2 separate regions of the Rattus norvegicus genome follow, and region 1 is linked to region 2. The links are chromatin contacts, called in public Hi-C maps. All regions are on one chromosome and are shown on one strand. Each heading gives the region's core, a stretch centred on a gene start, on an enhancer-like site or on the middle of the called end of the contact. The rest is flanking DNA. Distances are from core to core; before and after follow the strand shown.

What was found. Hi-C and Micro-C count contacts between places; a contact is called where the count stands out from the background.
Region 1: a contact with region 2 is called in a Hi-C map of Schwann cells, with 2.7 times the contacts expected there. The contact joins two enhancer-like sites. A contact is called at or near these places in 7 of 12 Hi-C or Micro-C datasets (Schwann cells, kidney, liver and 2 more).

The regions. Positions count from the first base shown.
Region 1 is chr5:150,669,279-150,675,396 of GRCr8, forward strand. It overlaps Wasf2 (WASP family member 2), which reads left to right. Exons shown (of 9, transcript NM_001394051.1): 3 at 2,074-2,208; 4 at 2,723-2,876; 5 at 5,492-5,609. Among named protein-coding and RNA genes, the nearest start is that of Gpr3, 26 kb to the right of the region's middle. Within about 2 kb of position 2,608, at least 14 of the 93 cell types and tissues checked have an H3K27ac peak or open chromatin away from gene starts, as enhancers often do.
Region 2 is chr5:150,561,445-150,567,319 of GRCr8, forward strand. Ahdc1 (AT hook, DNA binding motif, containing 1) reads left to right here. Exons shown (of 6, transcript NM_001134956.1): 3 at 273-503; 4 at 637-674; 5 at 1,033-5,875. The coding sequence starts at 1,107. LOC120102997 (a long non-coding RNA gene) reads right to left here. Exons shown (of 3, transcript XR_005505031.2): 2 at 862-933. Among named protein-coding and RNA genes, the nearest start is that of Ahdc1, 52 kb to the left of the region's middle. Within about 2 kb of position 3,652, at least 5 of the 93 cell types and tissues checked have an H3K27ac peak or open chromatin away from gene starts, as enhancers often do.

The DNA of each region.
Region 1 (6,118 bases), core at 1,358-3,857, 110 kb after region 2:
ACATTTTCCACAGTGTGATTCTGAGCCGCCCTGGGCCTGACCTGACCAGGAAAGCCTCCCCTGCCACACCCACTCTTCAAGACTGGGAGAGGAGACCGGGCAGTGCTGGTGCAACCCTTTACTCCATCCCGGTCTACAGGGCACAGCCAGGGCTACACAGGGAACCCTGACTCAACAAAAGGGGAAGGGAAGGAAACCCGACACAGGCCTTTAGACTAGTACTTGGAAGGCAGAAGCAGACAGAGCTCTGTGCTCAAAGACCCCTCATAAGGTGGCTCTGGAGAGCAGCTCGAAGAGGAGCAACCAGGTGTCCATGATTAGTACAGTGGACAGGAAATTACTTCTGTAGAATTTCAAACCAAGATGAAGGTATTGCTAACCTCCCATCTGACATGGGGGTGCAGAACTTCTCTTGGGGGGGTCGCTTTATGTTCTCTAACTCAACAGTCTCAAAGGTCTGTCTGCACAGAAAGTTCCGGGCCAGCCCGGGCTCCACAGCAAGACCCTGTCTCAAAAAAAAAAAAAAAAAAAGGAAAAGAAGAGTTACCGATTTTGTATATTGAGGTCTTTTATGAGTTTTACCTGATGCTGTGCTGTCACACACCCTTTTACTACGGAACAGAAAATCTGAGTCTTCTCTGAGAGACGGGTTAACTTGTATTTTTTTTCTTTTCTTCCAGAGCAGTTGAATTTTTGTTTTTGTTTTGAGACAGTGTCTCACTGTGTAGGCCAGGCTGGCCTTGAACACACAGCAATCCTCTTGGCCTCCCAAGTGCTAAGATTATAGTTATGGGCCACCACATTGGGTCTTTCTAAGGCTGGCCCATTTTCTATGCACAACGCTGCATATTTCTTTGCTTTTGTCTCCAAATATAGTTTTTTGTTACTTGGTGGAGCAGGACCACTGCCGTGTCATGAATGTATCAAACACCCATCTTCTACCTACAGAACAGGCATGTTGGCCTCTCTTGAGTCCTTTGAGTTAGGAATTCCTCTTCACTGTTGCTGTGTGGGACCGTGCAGTATGCAGAATTAGAAACTCCACTGACTTATTAAATGCACCAGTAGTTCACAATGCACTTGTCCTCTGGGTTCCACTGGAAAAGTTAACTGCAGTTTACCCTGAGGGTGTGGTTTTGGCCTTCCAGTCTGGGTTAGCCTATTCCTCCTCAAATATGTACTAAGCTTAGAAGCTAAAGAAAAAAAGAATGAGACCTTACTTTAAATAGGTCTCAAAATATCGTCAGGTCGGGCAGTCATTTATGTCTGCCTTCACTTTGTGAGTAAACAACCGAGGTGGTGATTTACCCATTCATACCCCTCGGTTCCTAGCAGAAAAGTGCTATGTGGCTCAGAATGACAGTGCTTGCCAAACTGCTGTTTCTTTGACTGCAAATTCTCCTTGCATTCAGGGTTGAAAGTACAGAACACTTTTCTTGTTCTAAAAAGTGGGACTTTGTGGAAAAGACCGGTGGCATGTTGTTTTTCAGGGAGGGCTTGAATACCTCAGCTTTCCGCTCGTTCCCTGGGGTGTAGATTTGAAGGATTGTAACCTAGGGCCAAGGCTTTGAAAGCTGTGGGTTAGAGAACGTAAGGCGACCTTTTCACCCTTAGAAGCTTGGCATCCCTGTGCGGGGTGGGGAAGTTCAGGCCCCTTAGAGATACCCGCCTCTTGGTTTTCAGTGGGCTTTTGAAATTCTACTGAGGAAGTAATTTAGTGTATAGTAATTAAGCATGGACACCTAGTTGTCCCTCTTAACTCCCAGTCTGCTCTCCAGAGCCATTTTATAAGGTGCTTACAGAACAGGAGGGGCTGAGAGCCAAGGACAAATGTTTGCATATACTGTCTGCTCTTCCGGGACGAACTTGTTGACATTGCACCTTTTGATTTTGTTCAACCCGCTTTGAATCTCATGTTTGTTCAGAATTTGCCAAAAGGGTTCTATTAGTTATGGACTATATATGCACAGAGTGACCAGGCTATGGGGACTGTCTTTCTCCAAAGACAAGCATGTGTATGTGTTTGGTGGACAGTACACTCTTTAGTCACTGGGCTCTGTTTGCTCTTCCTAGGTAAGTATGCGGAGGACATTTTCGGAGAGATTTGTACTCAGGCAAGTGCCTTTGCCTCCCGAGTGAACTCCCTTGCTGAGCGGGTTGACCGGGTACAAGTTAAAGTCACTCAGCTGGATCCCAAGGAAGAAGAAGGTAAGGAGGCTGAACCAGAGCTGCAGGCTCTGCTGAGCAGCGGCTGAGAATCCTGCCCCTGGTTTGTTAAAAAGCAAGAGGAGAGATCAGAGAGACTGATACATGTCTACTTGGAAGCGACATAAGCCTCGCTGGTGTAAAGAAACCTTTTTACCTTTACCACACACCACATCCCTTTTCTTCCATTCCCCAATTCCCTTGTTCTCAAGTTGCCTTTCCCTCAATGGTATTTTGCTACCATAAAAGTACTTGGAAGATTCCTTTCACCTAAGGAGAGGCCTGCAAGATCTGGCCACATAGTAAACCTTTGTGTTGCTTCATCTGTTCAGTCATGAAATGGCTGGGCTGCTGACAGCCTCGTGGGGTTTCCCCAGAGGGGGAAGGAAAAAAAAAAACCTGGCTGCAGACGGCTGCAGCCAAGAAAGGCAGCAGCTGAGGCGTCTCCGACGGTGTGACTCAGTGTTTGCTCAAATAGCCTGTCGTCCATTTTCTAATGCCTTCCATCTTCTCTCAGTGTCACTGCAAGGAATCAACACTCGTAAGGCCTTCAGAAGCTCTACCATCCAAGACCAGAAGCTTTTTGACAGAAATTCCCTTCCAGTACCAGTCTTGGAAACCTATAACAGCTGTGACGCTCCTCCTCCTCTTAACAATCTAAGTCCTTACAGGTAACTATACTCCCTGCGTGCGTGCGCACGCGTGTGCATGGTGTGTATGGGGGTGTGCGTGCGCACAGACGCACGCTGATCTAAGTCCACACTGTCTAAAATCTCCAAAGACAATGCTTAGATGAGAGAAGAGTATTGAACTTCCCGCCTACCTCACAAGGACAGAGCTCCCTCTTGCTCCGTCTCGGAAAGTCGCGCCGCATCTCTCCCATGTCGACAGTCTGCTGTGCCGTCAGCGCTGCAGAGCTTACTCTGGTGGACTCCATCCAAGGAGTTTAGTTAGTGCAGAAGCAAGAGGGCGTGTTAGCAGGCAGTCCTGCACAGAGATTCCCAGAGCCACATTCTCTCTCAGAAAAACTGTAAATTACCAGATGTTTGGGCAAGTTAGTGGGACCAGCCTCATACTGGCTGCTCTAGGCTCAGAGGGGCCATCCAAGGCGTGGGGAGTACTGGTGTCCTTCCGGGTGAGTGCCATCATGAACGTCCTCTGGATGGTTTCCTCTGCAACAATCTGTCCTGTGAGGGTGGACGTGGGAAAGGAAGGATGCGGGCTGAAAGACAACCTAGGGTCCCCCTCTGTGATTTGGTAATGTCATCATCCTGGACAGACCAGCTGACCAGAAGTAGAAAGGGAATATGTATCTTGTTTGTATCCATAAATGTCTTTGGAACAGGTAAAAAGTAGTTACAGGTAGCTGGACATGGTGCTGTCTGTCAGACATGGGTACTGGAAAGCTGTGTGTGTGCCTCTATGAGTTCAAGGACACTGGTCTGTCCAGAGAGCCTCAAGTAGGAGCTTGGTAGCTTCTCAGAGATCTAGAAGAGTCTCTGCCCTTCGTTCCTAGGATATGAAGTCTTGCTTGCCCCCGGGGCTGTCATGCTTTAGTCTGATTGAGTTTGGGGATGGTGTTATGGGACAGAAAGGGTTGACATACCTCACAGTACTGAACGTGACGATACAGTGTCTGTATGGCGGGGTAGGATTAACAGATAACGTTGAGATGTTTCATCTCTCTGAAAACTGGACTTTGTTTTTTAGACATACACTGCCAGAATTAGTGTCTCCTCTCAGTTATCTGGACTTGGCCTAACAGAAACAAGCAGTGGTGTCTCTAACTCAGAGCAAGATGCAGTTGATATAAAGTTGATATAAAGATTATTACTGTCAGCGTCTGCAGAGAGAGTTCAACACAAGAACATTTGCTGCTCTGGCAAGTTCAGTTCCCAGCACTTATAAAAAAGGCAACTCACAACTGTCAGTGACTCTAGCTTCGGGGGCTCTTACACCCCCTTCTGGCTTTTATGGGTACCCACATATATATGTGCACAGAGACACACATATACATATATTAAATGAAAATAAAATAAATCTAATGCATTTTTTAAAAGGACCTATTAATGGTTGATCTAGAAGTACCCTTGATGTTTTGAAAGGCAAGGAGTAGAATTGTCTTTCAAAAGTTTTAGTTGATGGGTTCGAACGATCCCCAGCTCCGAAAAAAAAGAACCAAAAAAAAAAAAAAGTTTTAGTTGATTGGTTGATTTGCCCTTTTTTTTTTTTTTTTTTTAAGATTGGGTCTCTCTGTGTAGTCCTGACCATCCTAGAACTTGTATATACACCATGCTATCTTCAGACCAGCCTTTTAGATGTTTTCTGTGTAGTTCTCTTTGTGACACATCCTCTGTACATAGTGTAGGCTGGCCTTGAATATCTGATGCTTCCCTCCTGGCTTCCAGTTCTTTTATTTTAGAAGAATAATAATCCCGTACCCCTAAGCACACACTGTGTGAACAGTGGAAGCTTCCCCATACCCAAGTAGAAGATTCTAGTCAGGATCACAGAGTGTGGCAAACAGCTCTTAGTAGCTCACTCCGTCCTTGCATTGCCATACCCACTAAGACCTCGTGGTCTTTTTGTTATGTGAGACAGGATTTCTCTGTGTAGGCCTAGCTGTGAACTCATTCTCTCTCTCTCTCTCTCTCTCTCTCTCTCTCTCTCTCTCTCTCTCTCTCTCTCTCTCTCTCTCTCTCCAAGGCTGGCCTTGAACTTAGAAATCTGGCTGCCTCTGCTTCCCAATAGATCTTGTGGTTTTAAAACAGCTGGCCATTTGTGCTCAGTGGGTCTCCTTACAGCAATATTGGACACTGATCTACTCTAAAAGGGAGCAAGAAGTACAGTGTGTTTAGTTCCTTATCTGTGTGTAGAAGAGCAGCTGTACACAGAGACACAGTGGGTAGAAAAGACCTCAGCGCTTTCTACAGAGTCCTGGGGAATGGATAGGGAAGGGCAACCAGCAGCAGGAGTCTCCTTAGAATACACAGTATCCAGATATCTTTGTGGTGACTGTGCAGGTGATTAGAAATAATCAGAATTCCTGCCCGCCTAGCCTGTTCCTGCTCTGACCATGCAGATTCCTGCCTGGGAACTGAAGGTTTGGCAAAGGTTTGTGAGGAGTAGAGGGGCGGGCACTATTAGGGCCGTTGAGAATCTGGTATGGGAGTGGAAACATGCGATTGATTCAAATGGTGTCCTGACTCCTTAGTGTTTGGAATATTGGATTTGGTTGGGAGCTCAGCTCTCTACTGACAGTTACTTGTCTCCATTTCTACCCCAGGGACGACGGAAAAGAGGCGCTCAAATTCTACACCAACCCTTCGTACTTCTTTGATCTTTGGAAGGAGAAGATGCTGCAGGACACCAAGGATATCATGAAAGAGAAGAGAAAGCACAGGGTGAGGGAAAGGGGCCTCTGTCCTACACGTCTGCAGGCACAATCGGAGAGGGGATAAAAAGGAAGCCGTCCTGATGTGAAGTCATTCCAAGGGACTGCTTGCTCAGACGCCAGGTTAAAAAAAAAAGAACGTGTCCACACCAAATGCCACCAAGGTGAAATGTAAATCACACCAGAATACCCGTGCTCCCTGGCACTGTGGTGACAACTGAGTGTATGCGCCGAGCTTTAGAAGTGGACTTTTTCTGTTCACCAGTTATTTTCCTTGCAAACTGCACCTAACTGCTGGCCGCTCAGCTAGCCTGGTCCCTAGCCTGGTCCAGTTCACAACAGCTCTGCAGCTCATTTCTCAGGGACAAGTACCAGGTTAACCCCTTCACCACTGGGTGGGTGGGGCCAGGACTGCCTGGTTCCTGTGATTCTTCTCTTTAGGCTCTTGGTGATATGTGACCTGCCAGGTTTGACCCAGCAATCCCATTAGCATGGCTGTCAGCAGGCCCAAGAGAGTGC
Region 2 (5,875 bases), core at 2,402-4,901:
GTGGTGGCAGTAAAAGGTGCCAGGGTCTTTATAGCCACCTTCCTGGTGACTTCCAGATCCTTGTCCCCAGGCACTTTCCTCACTTGTCTTTGCAGCTCTTAATCCATCCACTGATTCTTAAGTCACGTAGGGCTTTACCTGTTCAAATGTCTGACTGCCCAGGCCTTGTACAAAGTAGAAATCCCATAAATAATGAGCATATGAATGAATGAATGAAGTTGGTTCATGTCTGAGCCTCCATTTCTTCATCTGCAAAATGGGGTTATTAATAGCCCCTACCTCACAGGATCGGTATGAAGAATCAAATGAAGCAATGCCTGGACAGCTTCCAGCCCAGTGCCTGGCGTGCAGTAGGTGCTCACTAAACCTGAGCTACGGTGGTCCTTTCCAGGCGCTGTCCACACCCCAAGGCCTGGGCTCAGGCCGAAGTTGCTCCACAATACCCTCAGCTGACAGCCAGCGACTGGCAGAGTCCCCAAGCACGGGGGCCCTCTGTTTACCAGGTCAGATGGGGAGCCTTGAGGGAGCTGGGTGGCATCTAGAAAGGGGCAGGGCGAGTATGGATAGCGGGGGTTAAGTGTGGACCCTGAATAATCTTGGGGGAAGTCAACTCTGATCGTGTCTTGTTGCCCACAGAGATATCCAGTGTGACAGCCCAGGCGGCAGAGCCGAGGGTGAGTGCAGCCTGAGGACCAAGGGTGAGGAGGAGAGTCGCTGTGGTGAATGGGTCTTTCCAGCCTTCTTTAGTTTTCGGTCTAGTGTTATGTAGTGTGGCCATCTTGCTCTGCTACTAGTCCTCCCTCTCCAAGATACGGGGATCTTGTCATCCATCTCTAATAGTTGTAGGAGTGGGTCACGTACCTGGATGCCGGGGCCCAGGAAGAGTTGAGTATGTACACAGGACAGAAGACCTGCAAGCAATTTGGGCCATGGCTGGAACATAGAGGGGAAATAGGATCAATAAGGTTCAGGGGCACGATATTAGGATATAGATGCTCAGTGAAGAACCTCTTGCCTTTCCTTCCCCGGCAGGTTCTGGTCCCGGCCTCTCTCACCCTCATGTCAGCCCCGGCCCCGCCCGGCGGCCCGAGGAGGACAAGGTCAGGATGCGTGTGAAGCCCCAGGGCCTGGTTGTGACTTCCAGTGCCGTGTGCAGCTCTCCTGACTACCTCCGAGAGCCCAAGTACTACCCCGGCGGCCCCCCAACCCCCCGGCCCTTGCTTCCCACCCGCCCCCCTGCCAGCCCACCTGACAAGGCCTTTTCCACCCATACCTTCTCCGAGAACCCACGCCCACCCCCACGTCGGGACCCCAGCTCCCGGCGTCCACCAGTCCTTGCCAAGGGAGACGACCTGCTACCCCCTCGGGCAGCCCGGCCTGTCTCCCAGGCCCACTGTCCCACACCGGCCCCAGACAACAACTCCCTCCGTCACTGGGACAACGGGCGTGTGAACCTGCATCCGGTGGTGCAGCTGATTGACATCATGAAGGACCTGACACGGCTGTCCCAGGACCTGCAGCACAGTGGTGTGCATCTAGACTGCGGCGGGCTGCGACTGAGCCGCCCACCCGCTCCACCGCCCGGCGACCTGCAGTACAGCTTCTTCTCTTCACCCAGCCTGGCCAATAGCATCCGCAGCCCTGAGGAGCGTGCGACCCCTCACGCCAAGCCAGAGCGGCCCAACCACCCCCTCTATGAACCTGAGCCCGAGCCCAGGGATAGTCCCCAGCCTGGCCAAGGCCATGGTCCTGGAGCCACAGCCACGGCCACTGGTCTGCCCCCAGAGCCTGAGCCAGATGGGCCTGACTACCCTGAGCTGGCAGACGCTGACATCCTCAGTGAACTTGCCTCCCTTACTTGCCCTGAGGCCCAGCTCCTGGAGGCTCAAGCCCTTGAGCCTCCTTCACCACAGCCTGAGCCGCAGCTCCTGGACCCCCAGCCCCGCTTCCTAGACCCACAAGCACTAGAGCCTCTAGGAGAAGGTTTGGAACTACCACCCCTGCAGCCTCTTGCGGATCCTCTGGGACTGCCGAGCTTGACTCTGCAGGCCCTAGACACCCTACCTGACTCCTTGGAATCCCAGCTCCTTGACCCTCAGGCCCTCGACCCCCTGCCCAAGTTGTTGGATGTCCCTGGTCGACGTCTAGAGCCCCAGCAATCCTTGGGACACTGCCAACTGGCTGAGCCCTTACGCCTGGACTTGTGCTCACCTCATGGTCCCCCTGGGCCTGAGGGCCACCCCAAGTACGCCTTGAGGCGCACTGATAGGCCAAAGATCCTGTGTCGCAGGCGGAAAGCTGGAAGGGGACGGAAGGTGGATTCAGGACCTGAAGGTCGTCTGCTGCCTCTTCCCATGCCTACAGGGCTGGCAGCTGCCCTGGCTGAACCCCCACCGCTGCCCCCACCACCACCACCTCCTGCTCTGTCAGGCCCAGTTCCTGAACTGGAGCCAGAGTCCTCTCAAACTCCAATGGTCCCCACCCGCAAAGGCAAGTGCAGGGGAGTGCGGCGGATGGTGGTGAAGATGGCAAAGATCCCTGTGTCACTAGGGCGGAGGAACAAGACCACGTACAAAGTTTCATCCTTGAGCAGCAGTCTGAGTGTGGAGGGCAAGGAGCTGGGCCTGAGGGTGTCGTCGGAGCCCACCCCATTGCTGAAGATGAAAAACAATGGCCGGAATGTGGTGGTGGTCTTCCCGCCAGGTGAGATGCCTATTATTCTCAAGCGAAAGCGTGGCCGCCCTCCTAAGAACCTGCTGCTGGGTCCTGGCAAACCCAAAGAGCCAACAGTGGTAGCTGCCGAGGCTGCCGCTGTGACAGCGGCCACCATGGCCATGCCGGAGGTGAAGAAACGGCGGCGGAGGAAACAAAAGCTGGCATCCCCGCAGCCGTCCTACGCAGCAGACGCCAATGACAGTAAGGCTGAGTATTCCGATGTCCTTGCCAAGCTGGCCTTTTTGAACCGCCAGAGCCAGTGTGCTGGGAGATGCTCGCCACCCCGATGCTGGACACCCAGTGAGCCTGAGTCAGTGCACCAAGCCCCGGACACTCAGAGCATCTCTCAATTCCTGCACCGGGTGCAGGGCTTCCGGAGGCGTGGAGGCAAGACAGGAGGCTTTGGAGGTAGGGGCGGAGGCCATGCAGCCAAGGCAGCCCGCTGTTCCTTTAGTGACTTTTTTGAGGGCATTGGCAAGAAAAAGAAGGTGGTAGCAGTGGCAGCTACTGGGGTTGTGGGTCCTGGTCTCACTGAGCTGGGGCATCCACGCAAAAGGGGCCGAGGCGAGGTAGATGCTGTAACTGGGAAACCCAAGCGCAAGAGGCGGTCCCGGAAGAATGGGACTCTGTTCCCAGAGCAGGTGCCCAGTGGCCCAGGCTTTGGGGAGGCCGGTGCTGAGTGGGCTGGGGACAAGGGTGGTGGCTGGGCCCCTCACCATGGGCACCCAGGAGGGCAAGCTGGCCGAAACTGTGGTTTCCAGGGGACGGAGGCCAGGGCTTTTGCCTCCACTGGGCTGGAGAGTGGGGCTTCAGGCCGTGGCAGCTACTATGCTGGTGCACCCTCAGGCCAGACGGAGCTCAGCCAGGAACGCCAAAACCTCTTCACTGGCTATTTTCGGTCCCTGCTTGATTCAGATGACTCCTCTGACCTCTTGGACTTTGCCCTATCGGCCTCTCGCCCAGAGTCCCGGAAGGCATCGGGCAACTATGCAGGGCCTCCCTCCAGTGCGCTGCCTGCTCAGCGGGGGCTTGCCACCTTCCCAAGCCGGGGAGCCAAGGGTAGCCCAGTGGCAGTGGGCAACAGTGGAGCTGGGACAGACCCCTCCTTCCAGCCTGTCCTGCCTTCCCGTCAGACCTTTCCACCAGGCCGGGCAACAAGCTATGGGATAACCCCAGCCACTTCAGACTGCCGAGCAGCTGAGACCTTCCCAAAGCTGGCTCCCCCTCCTTCAGCTGTGGCCCGCTCGCCTACAACCCACCCTCCTGCCAACACCTACCCACCTCAGTATGGTGGCTATGGGGCAGGACAAAGTGTGTTTGCCCCAGCAAAGCCCTTTTCAGGCCAGGACTGTGCTAATAGTAAGGACTGCAGCTTTGCCTATGGCAGCGGCAATAGCCTTCCTGCCTCACCCAGCAGCGCCCACAGTGCTGGCTATGCCCCGCCGCCTACTGGGGGTCCCTGTCTACCGCCCAGCAAGGCCTCCTTCTTCAACAGCTCTGAGGGGGGCCCCTTCTCTGGGTCAGCTCCCACACCCTTGCGCTGTGACAGTCGAGCCAGTACTGTCTCACCCGGTGGCTACATGGTACCCAAGGGCACCACAGCTTCTGCTGCCTCTGCGGCCTCCTCCTCTTCCTCTTCCTTTCAGCCCTCACCTGAGAACTGTCGGCAGTTTGTGGGGGCTTCTCAGTGGCCTTTCCGGCAGGGGTATGGAGGCCTGGACTGGGCCTCGGAGGCCTTTAGTCAGCTCTACAATCCCAACTTTGACTGCCACGTCAGTGAACCCAATGTGATCTTGGACATCTCGAACTACACGCCACAGAAGGTGAAGCAGCAGACTGCTGTGTCCGAGACCTTCTCCGAGTCATCCTCTGACAGCACCCAGTTCAATCAGCCAGTTGGTGGTGGTTTTAGGCGTGCCAACAGTGAGGCCTCAAGCAGTGAGGGCCAGTCAAGCCTGTCCAGCCTGGAGAAGCTCATGATGGACTGGAATGAAGCATCATCTGCTCCCGGCTACAACTGGAACCAGAGCGTCCTCTTTCAGAGTAGCTCAAAGCCTGGCCGTGGCCGGCGGAAGAAGGTGGACCTGTTTGAGGCCTCACATTTGGGCTTTTCAACATCCACCTCAGCCACTGCCTCTGGGTATCCGTCCAAACGGAGCACCGGACCCCGGCAGCCTCGGGGTGGCCGGGGTAGTGGGGCCTGCTCAGCCAAGAAGGAGAGAGGTGGTACAGCGGCCAAAGCCAAGTTCATCCCCAAGCCACAACCAGTGAATCCACTGTTCCAGGACAGCCCAGACCTTGGCCTGGACTACTATAGTGGGGACAGCAGCATGTCACCACTGCCCTCCCAGTCGAGAGCCTTTGGTGTGGGAGAACGAGATCCCTGTGACTTCATGGGACCTTACTCCATGAATCCATCCACACCTTCTGATGGCACTTTTGGCCAAGGCTTCCACTGTGACTCTCCCAGCCTGGGTGCTCCTGACCTTGACAGCAAGCATTTCCCACCACTGGCCCACCCACCCACAGTGTTTGATGCTGGCCTGCAGAAGGCCTACTCACCCACCTGTTCACCGACACTAGGCTTCAAGGAAGAGTTGCGGCCACCACCTTCAAAGCTGACTGCCTGTGAGCCCCTCAAGCATGGTCTTCAGGGGGCTAGCCTGAGTCATGCAGCCCAGGCCCACCTGAGCTGCCGGGACCTACCGCTAGGCCAGCCTCACTATGAGTCCCCTAGTTGCAAGGGTACAGCCTATTGGTACCCACCAGGTTCAGCTGCCCGCAGCCCACCTTATGAAGGCAAGGTGGGTTCAGGGCTGCTGGCTGACTTCCTGGGCAGGACGGAGGCTGTCTGCCTCAGTGCCCCTCACCTGGCTAGCCCACCAGCCACGCCCAAGGCCGACAAGGAGCCATTGGAGATGACCCGGCCCCCAGGTCCACCCCGTGGCCCTGCTGCAGCCACTGCTGGCTATGGCTGCCCACTCCTTAGTGACTTAACTCTGTCCCCTGTGCCGAGGGACTCGCTGCTGCCCCTGCAGGACACTGCCTACAGGTATCCAGGCTTTATGCCGCAGACACACCCTGGCCTGGGTGGGGGTCCTAAGAGTGGCTTCCTGGGGCCCATGGCGGAACCTCACCCTGAGGACACATTTACCGTCAC